Regions from separate parts of the Sus scrofa genome. Here region 2 is linked to region 1. A link is a contact called in public HiChIP or PLAC-seq data. All regions are on one chromosome and are shown on one strand. Each heading gives the region's core, a stretch centred on a gene start, on an enhancer-like site or on the middle of the called end of the contact. The rest is flanking DNA. Distances are from core to core; before and after follow the strand shown. Region 1 overlaps RAPGEF1 (rap guanine nucleotide exchange factor 1). Region 2 has its middle 7.0 kb from the start of RAPGEF1.

Evidence for each region. HiChIP or PLAC-seq counts read pairs in DNA pulled down with a chosen protein or histone mark.
Region 2: a contact with region 1 is called in an H3K27ac HiChIP or PLAC-seq map of skeletal muscle. The contact joins two enhancer-like sites. A contact is called at or near these places in 1 of 5 promoter capture datasets (liver), 25 of 47 Hi-C or Micro-C datasets (alveolar macrophages, blood, brain and 14 more) and 2 of 2 datasets of contacts at active chromatin or transcription factors (alveolar macrophages and skeletal muscle).

The regions. Positions count from the first base shown.
Region 1 is chr1:271,504,197-271,507,429 of Sscrofa11.1, forward strand. RAPGEF1 (rap guanine nucleotide exchange factor 1) reads right to left here. Exons shown (of 26, transcript XM_005654593.3): 16 at 2,953-3,028. Among named protein-coding and RNA genes, the nearest start is that of UCK1, 52 kb to the left of the region's middle. Within about 2 kb of position 1,350, at least 8 of the 83 cell types and tissues checked have an H3K27ac peak or open chromatin away from gene starts, as enhancers often do. A contact at or near this core is called in omental adipose tissue and skeletal muscle, where this site is marked.
Region 2 is chr1:271,630,035-271,633,192 of Sscrofa11.1, forward strand. No RefSeq gene overlaps it. Among named protein-coding and RNA genes, the nearest start is that of RAPGEF1, 7.0 kb to the left of the region's middle. Within about 2 kb of position 1,422, at least 42 of the 83 cell types and tissues checked have an H3K27ac peak or open chromatin away from gene starts, as enhancers often do. A contact at or near this core is called in omental adipose tissue and skeletal muscle, where this site is marked.

The DNA.
Region 1 (3,233 bases), core at 100-2,599:
AGCTGCAGCTGCAGGCCTACCCACAGCCACAGCCACACCAGATCCGAGCTGCGTCTGTGACCTACACCACAGCTCATGGCAATGCCGGATCCTTAACCTACTGAGCAAGGCCAGGGATCGAACCCGCAACCTCATGGTTCCTAGTCAGATTTGTTAACCATTGAGCCATGACAAAACCGCCAATTCAAAGACTCTTAATCACCATCGTGGGCGTAGAGAATACAATTCAAACTCATTAGCGGGACTCTGAAGCTCAATCACAGGCAAGGCTTTTAGAGAGCAGGACCCAGAACAAAACCCTTGGGAATGTCCAGCTACTGAGAGACCTCAGAATGGGTTGAAGGTGCCAAGCCTGGCACACTGCTAGAACATACACGTGAGCACGCTTTGGTGCCAGGGGAGGCGGGGTGCCTGGGAGGAGCCTGGCTCTGCCGCTGGATTTGAGCTGGCAGCAGCACCCCCCTCCCTCTGGAGGGGCTGGCTCTGGCCCGGGAGTCCGACCTTTCCAGACTGACAATGGCCCTGGGACACGCCCTTCGACCGCACAGTCTGGCACAAGGAGAAGGCAGGAGTTTCCGGCGCAGGTCACTTCTGGAGACGAGTGACCTGGCCCGGCTCGTGAACTTCAGTTACCCCATGCTGGGGCTGAGGTTCGAGTCCCAACTGGCCCCCAAGTCTGGGTCCCCACTGAGAGGCTGAGCGTGTGCACACAGGCCGCCTTCCCTCTCCTCCCTCAGTCACCCCAAGTCGCTGGCAGAGGAATCTTGAGGATCCCCACTCCTCCAGCTCAGCAGAGCCCCGGCCTCCGTCCCCCTGCCAGGACGCGAGGAAGAGCAGCACCCGCGTCTGGGGTGTGTTCGCGTGGGCCCGGCGGGCGGAGCCAGCACTGGAGCCACAGCAGGGTCCAGCAGCACTGGGCCTGGGCCCCTTCCTGGACCCCAAGCCTGCCCAGCTCACTGTCAAGTTGGGCTTCTCTGCAAAGACAAAGTGTGGGTCCAGCACAAGACAACCCCTGCTTTTGGAAGAAGGGCCCAGACCTGCACCCCTGAGCCACGGGGCCTTCCAGCCACTGGTCCACAGGAAGCAACCTGCCTAAGGAGCTTGCGTGGCCCAAGGCCTCTGCCTCAACGATTCAGCCCAGGTACAAAGGACATTGGTTCCCTGGAGCCTCAACATCTTTCCATTGATGAGACAGAGTGGAAGCCCCAGTGGGCAGCAGGGCCCCCCTTCCAGGCACAATGGGCACAGACTGGAAGGTTCTGGGGTTGCCCGGCCTGCGGGGCTCCCTCTGGCCTTGGCTACAGCTGCTTGCACCTGGCAGGACAGCAGAGTTCCCTGCTCAGAGCCGAGGACTGAGCCAGCTCCCGTTCCAGCCTTTTACTTCTGGACAAGAATGAGAACTGTTTCTCACGCCAAGCTGAGAACGCGGGCGCGTCCACTGCAGGAAGCAGGGCACATGCTGTTCCTGGGATGGGAACAGAGAGGCCCCAGCACTTCCTATGTGCCAGGCATGTCTCAGGTTAGCTCACTCAAGCTTCACGTGTGCTGGGCACTCTCAAAAATCTGAGCCAGTGGAGGCCGAGCAGGGCTGTGCCTGGCGGTTGCCTAAGCCTGCAAACAGCATAGCCAGGATTCAAACTCAAAGTTCAGAACCACGCTCTGCTTGGGTCAGAAGAAGCCTGGAGGGCAGAAGCGTGGCCAGCTGAGTTTGGGGGAGCCATTTCTCCTTTTACTCTCTTTTTCAAATTTTCTGCAATGTAAACAATCGTTTTTGTGCTACCTTCATAATTACAAACTCCCAGAACCATCTAAGTAACACGCTGGAGACATTTGCTGCAAAAACAGGGGGACAAAGTCGTTTACAAAAATAAAATCGGGGGGTTAGGGTTCAAGACTGGGGTGCTTCCGTTCCTCCCCACCTTAATTTAACGTCGCTGTTCCACCATCTTTTTAATAATTTAAAAAATGTAAGAGGAGTTCCTGTTGTGGCGCAGCAGAAACAAATCTGACTGGGACCATGAGGTTGTGGGTTCGATCCCTGGCCTCGCTTGGTGGGTTAAGGATCTGGTGTTGCCCTGAACTGTGGTGTAGGTCGCAGACCTGGCTCAGATCCTGCATTGCTGTGCCTGTGGTGTAGGCCAGCAGCTGCAGCTCTGATTCAACCCCTAGCCTGGGAACCTCCATGTGTCATAGGTATGGCCCTTAAAAAAGCAAAAACAAACTAACAAAAAAACGTAAAAAGAAAGTGAGTGTGGAGAGAGGCCAGGCCTGGCAGGGGCGTGTGGGCACTGCAGTGCCCCTGCCGTCCTGACCAAGGTCATGGGCACTGTCTTCACAACCCCCTTCTCTTCTTCCTTCCAGAACACAACCTGGAAAGACTGCTCTTTCGCTGGCAGAGTCCACCCTGCTTTTCCGGCCCCCTCAGAGAATTGGGACCCAGAATGGGGTGTCTCCATGCTGAGGGGGGGACCCCATCCTGCAGAGGTAATGCGCTGTGAGACAGACAGCTCCTGGACAGAGTGCTGCCCCAGGAAGCCCCTGAGCGGGCATGTTAGGCCCAGGCTAGCAGTCTGGAGCATTGACGGGCCAATTATCAGGAGAGGCATCAAAAGCTACCCGCACAGCGACGTGACCTTTAGGCTGCTGAACGCGCTGGGACAAGAGGTCAAGCTCCGCACGGGGAACTCGCCCCCTTGGAGGTCCTGGGGTCCCCGCGAGCCGGCACCAACCGAGGACACGCCCCGAGAGGCTGGGAAGTAGCGTGCCTGGCTTTGAATGCGAGTCACCTGTGCCCAGCGTGGGCTCTCCCCACAGTGACCCAGCAGCACCGGGACCGCTGTTCCGATGGCTCAGGGCTGGTGGCGAGGAGAGAAAGGGAGGGAGGGGCCGCGGCAGTGGAGGGAGCCCGCGCTGGCTTCGGCGAAAGCTCCCACACCCAGGCCACTGCCCTACCTTTCCTGTCCGTCTCGGTGGCGTGGACCAGCAGGATGTCGCCAGACCCTCCACGGACGTCTGGCCCGTCGTCACCCTGCGAAACCACACAGAGAAGGGGGTGAGGCAGAGGCAGCCAAAGAAGGTGGGCGTAGGAAGTCACAGGCAGGGAGGCGACGACAGGGACACCAGGGGGCAGAGACCCCTCCGCCCCGCTCTCCCTCAGTGCGAGGCATCTGGCCCGGCTGCAGAGGCCAGGAGGACCTGCCCACCCTGCCCACCTGGCAGACAGGCACCATGAG
Region 2 (3,158 bases), core at 172-2,671, 130 kb after region 1:
GGCTCACATTCTTAACCACTGTGCTGCAACTTCCCTCACTCAGACTCATCTTCAGGTAGCCCGCGGTCCTTTACAGGAAGCGTGAAAGTAAAAGTACTCTACACCCTTGTTCAAATCAATGCAGTTCAGCTCAATTCCAATCCATTCGCATAGGTTGCATGTCCTCAGTGTACTGGGCCTCATGAGAAAAACAAAGACAAACAAGAGCTTCAAGGAGTTTCAAGGGGGTTGGGGGGAGGGGGAGTTCTGGGGCCCAACTCTCCTGTGAGACCGGCTCTGAAGAACTTTCCGGGCCGGCCACCGTGCCGTCTGTGCGTGTGCATGTACTCACTCACCTCAGTTGGGAGCATCAGGAAAGTCCAAATAGAGGAGATGAATGCTTTAGTGTCTTTATTTTTTATTTTATTTTTTTGTCTTTTTGCCATTTCTTGGGCCGCTCCTGCAGCATATGAAGGTTCCCAGGCTAGGGGTCTAAGTAGAGCTGTAGCCGCCGGCCTACACCAGAGCCACAGCAATGCCGGATCCTTAACCCACTGAGCAAGGCCAGGGATCGAACCCACAACCTCATGGTTCCTAGTCGGATTCGTTACCCACTAAGCCACGAGGGGAACTCTTATTTTTTATTTTTTAATGTTCTTATTTTTTAGGGCTGCACCCACGGCATGTGGAGGTTCCCAGGCCAGGGATTGAATTGGAGCTATGGCTGACAGCCTACACCACAGCCACAGCAACGCCAGATCCCAGCCTCGTCTGTGATCTACACCACAGCTCCCTGCAATGCTGGATCCTTAACCCACTGAGCGAGGCCAGGGATCGAACCTGCAACCTCACGGTTCCTAGTCAGATTTGTTTCCGCTAAGCCACAGTGGGAACTCCTTGATGTCTTTAAATGTCATTAGTGATTGCGGTTTTGTCAAGATTTTGCTCATAATTCATTCCCCTGAGCACCGGTCCCCCACATCCCCCCCCAAATGGCTTTAATTCTGATCTGTTTGCCAAGCTCAGGAAACTGGGAAAGGTCCACAGACATCCTCAGAAAGGTGGGGACAGATGTCTGGGTTATCACTGCCGCTGTACATGTGGCACCGCCAGACCAACCCCAGCAGAGCAGGCAGGACGGGCTTCGTGGTTCCTTGGCCTTTTCTCAGGCAAGTTAATAGACCTCTTGCTCTGGGTGCTCAACAGCTGCTATGAAACAGACCCATTTTCTTTTTTCTTTCCTATTTTAAGAAAGCAACATGATTTAGCAAATGGGTGCTCGTCTGGAAATGAGACGAGGTAGATTCTAGGTCAAAACAGGCTCATTTTCAATCATGACACATAAATCCTTGAGGATTCAGTTAACACGGGATGGTTGAGCCCTCAGCTGAAGCCCACCGGCATGAGCAGCCTGGGTGCTGTCACTTCCTTAAACAGTCCCGCAGACATTACAGCTGGTCTGCCCGAGGAGGAAATTGTGCAAGAAATGTAGTAAACAACCACCGGCAAAGAGCACGGGCCGCGCGCGCGCGCACACACACACACACACACACACACACACACACAAACACACACATGTCTCTCCTGCCCCCTAGTGAGCATTCAGAATCCTAAACCCCACTCGGTCAAAGACTTTTTTTTTTTTTGTCTTTTTGCCTTTTCTAGGGCCGCTCCCGTGGCATGTGGAGGTTCCCAGGCCAGGGGTCTAATTGGAGCTATAGCTGCCGGCCTACACCAGGGCCACAGCAACGCGGGATCCGAGCCGAGTCTGCAACCTACACCACAGCTCACAGCAATGCAGGATCTTTTTTTTTTTTTTTTTTTTTTTTTGTTTTCTTTCTTGGGCTCCGGCATATGGAGATCCCAGCTAGGGTCGAATCGAACTGTAGCCACCGCCTACACCAAGCCACAGCACGTGGATCCGAGCCGCGCTGCAACCTACACCACAGCTCATGCAACGCTGGATCGTTAACCCACTGAGCAAGGCAGGGATCGAACCCGCAACCTCATGGTTCCTTGTCGGATTCGTTAACCACTGCGCCACGACGGGAACTCCTCATTTTTTAAAAAGTAACACACTATCACTTTACAAATTTTGGAGTGTTAATCCCAGAAAACACGTGCCCTCATTTTGAAAAATAACATATAGACACGTAAGAGTGAAGGTCTCCCTTTCACTCATGACAGGTAACGGCTTAACATACATCCTTCCAGATTTTCCCTATTAAAAATATAACTGTTCAGGGAGTTCCCTTCATGGCTCAGGGGTTAATGAACCGGACGAGGATCCATGAGGTTGTGGGTTCGATCCCTGGCCTCGCTCAGTGGGTTAAGGATCTGGTGTTGCCATGGGCTGTGGTGTAGGTTGAAGATGTGGCTTGGATCCCGTGTTGCTGTGGCTGTGGCATAGGTCAGCAGCTGTGGTTCTGATTCGAACCCTTAAAAGCAATGTATATGTATCGGTATACATATAACTGTACACACACGGTTTTTTATATGAATTGGTTTAAAAGGTACATATCAGCCGGTGTGACCGAGGCTAGCTAGCTGCTCACCAAGTCTACGTGCTGGCACACAGCTCGATGACATTACCCAGCCTCCCCTTGCCATGAGATGCGGCCGTATGTTCAAGGTCGCACAATGGAATGTGGTTGAAGCAATGATTCACTTCCAAGCCCAGCCCATAAAAATCTCCCACACCTGATCTCTGCTCTCTCTTCTCCTTCTCCTCCCCACCACCCCCTGCTTCTGCTTCTGGGGCTGCTTCTTTTTTGCTGCATCTGTGGCATGTGGGAGTTCCCAGGCCAGGAATCAAATCTTCACCACAGCAGTGACCTGAGACACTGCAGTGATGACATTGGATCCTGAACCCACTATGCCGCAAGGGAGCTCCCTCTCTTCTTTTTCTGCTGCTGACAAAGTGTGGAAGGAGGAAGGAGCTGGGTCCCTGAAGAGCTGCTTGGAACAGAGTATTGCTCCTTCCCATGGCCCCCTTCCAATGGCCCTGCATAGGAAGGGAGATTAGATAGATGGATTTTTTTAAAAGCAATGTACTATCATTTTACAAATCTTCAAGTAGAGAGAGGGAGAAAGAGGGAGAGACAGGAGAACACCTTTCATGCCAATACATATAGATCTTCCTGACACTTTTTAGCAGTTGTGTAGCATTCCTTTGCATG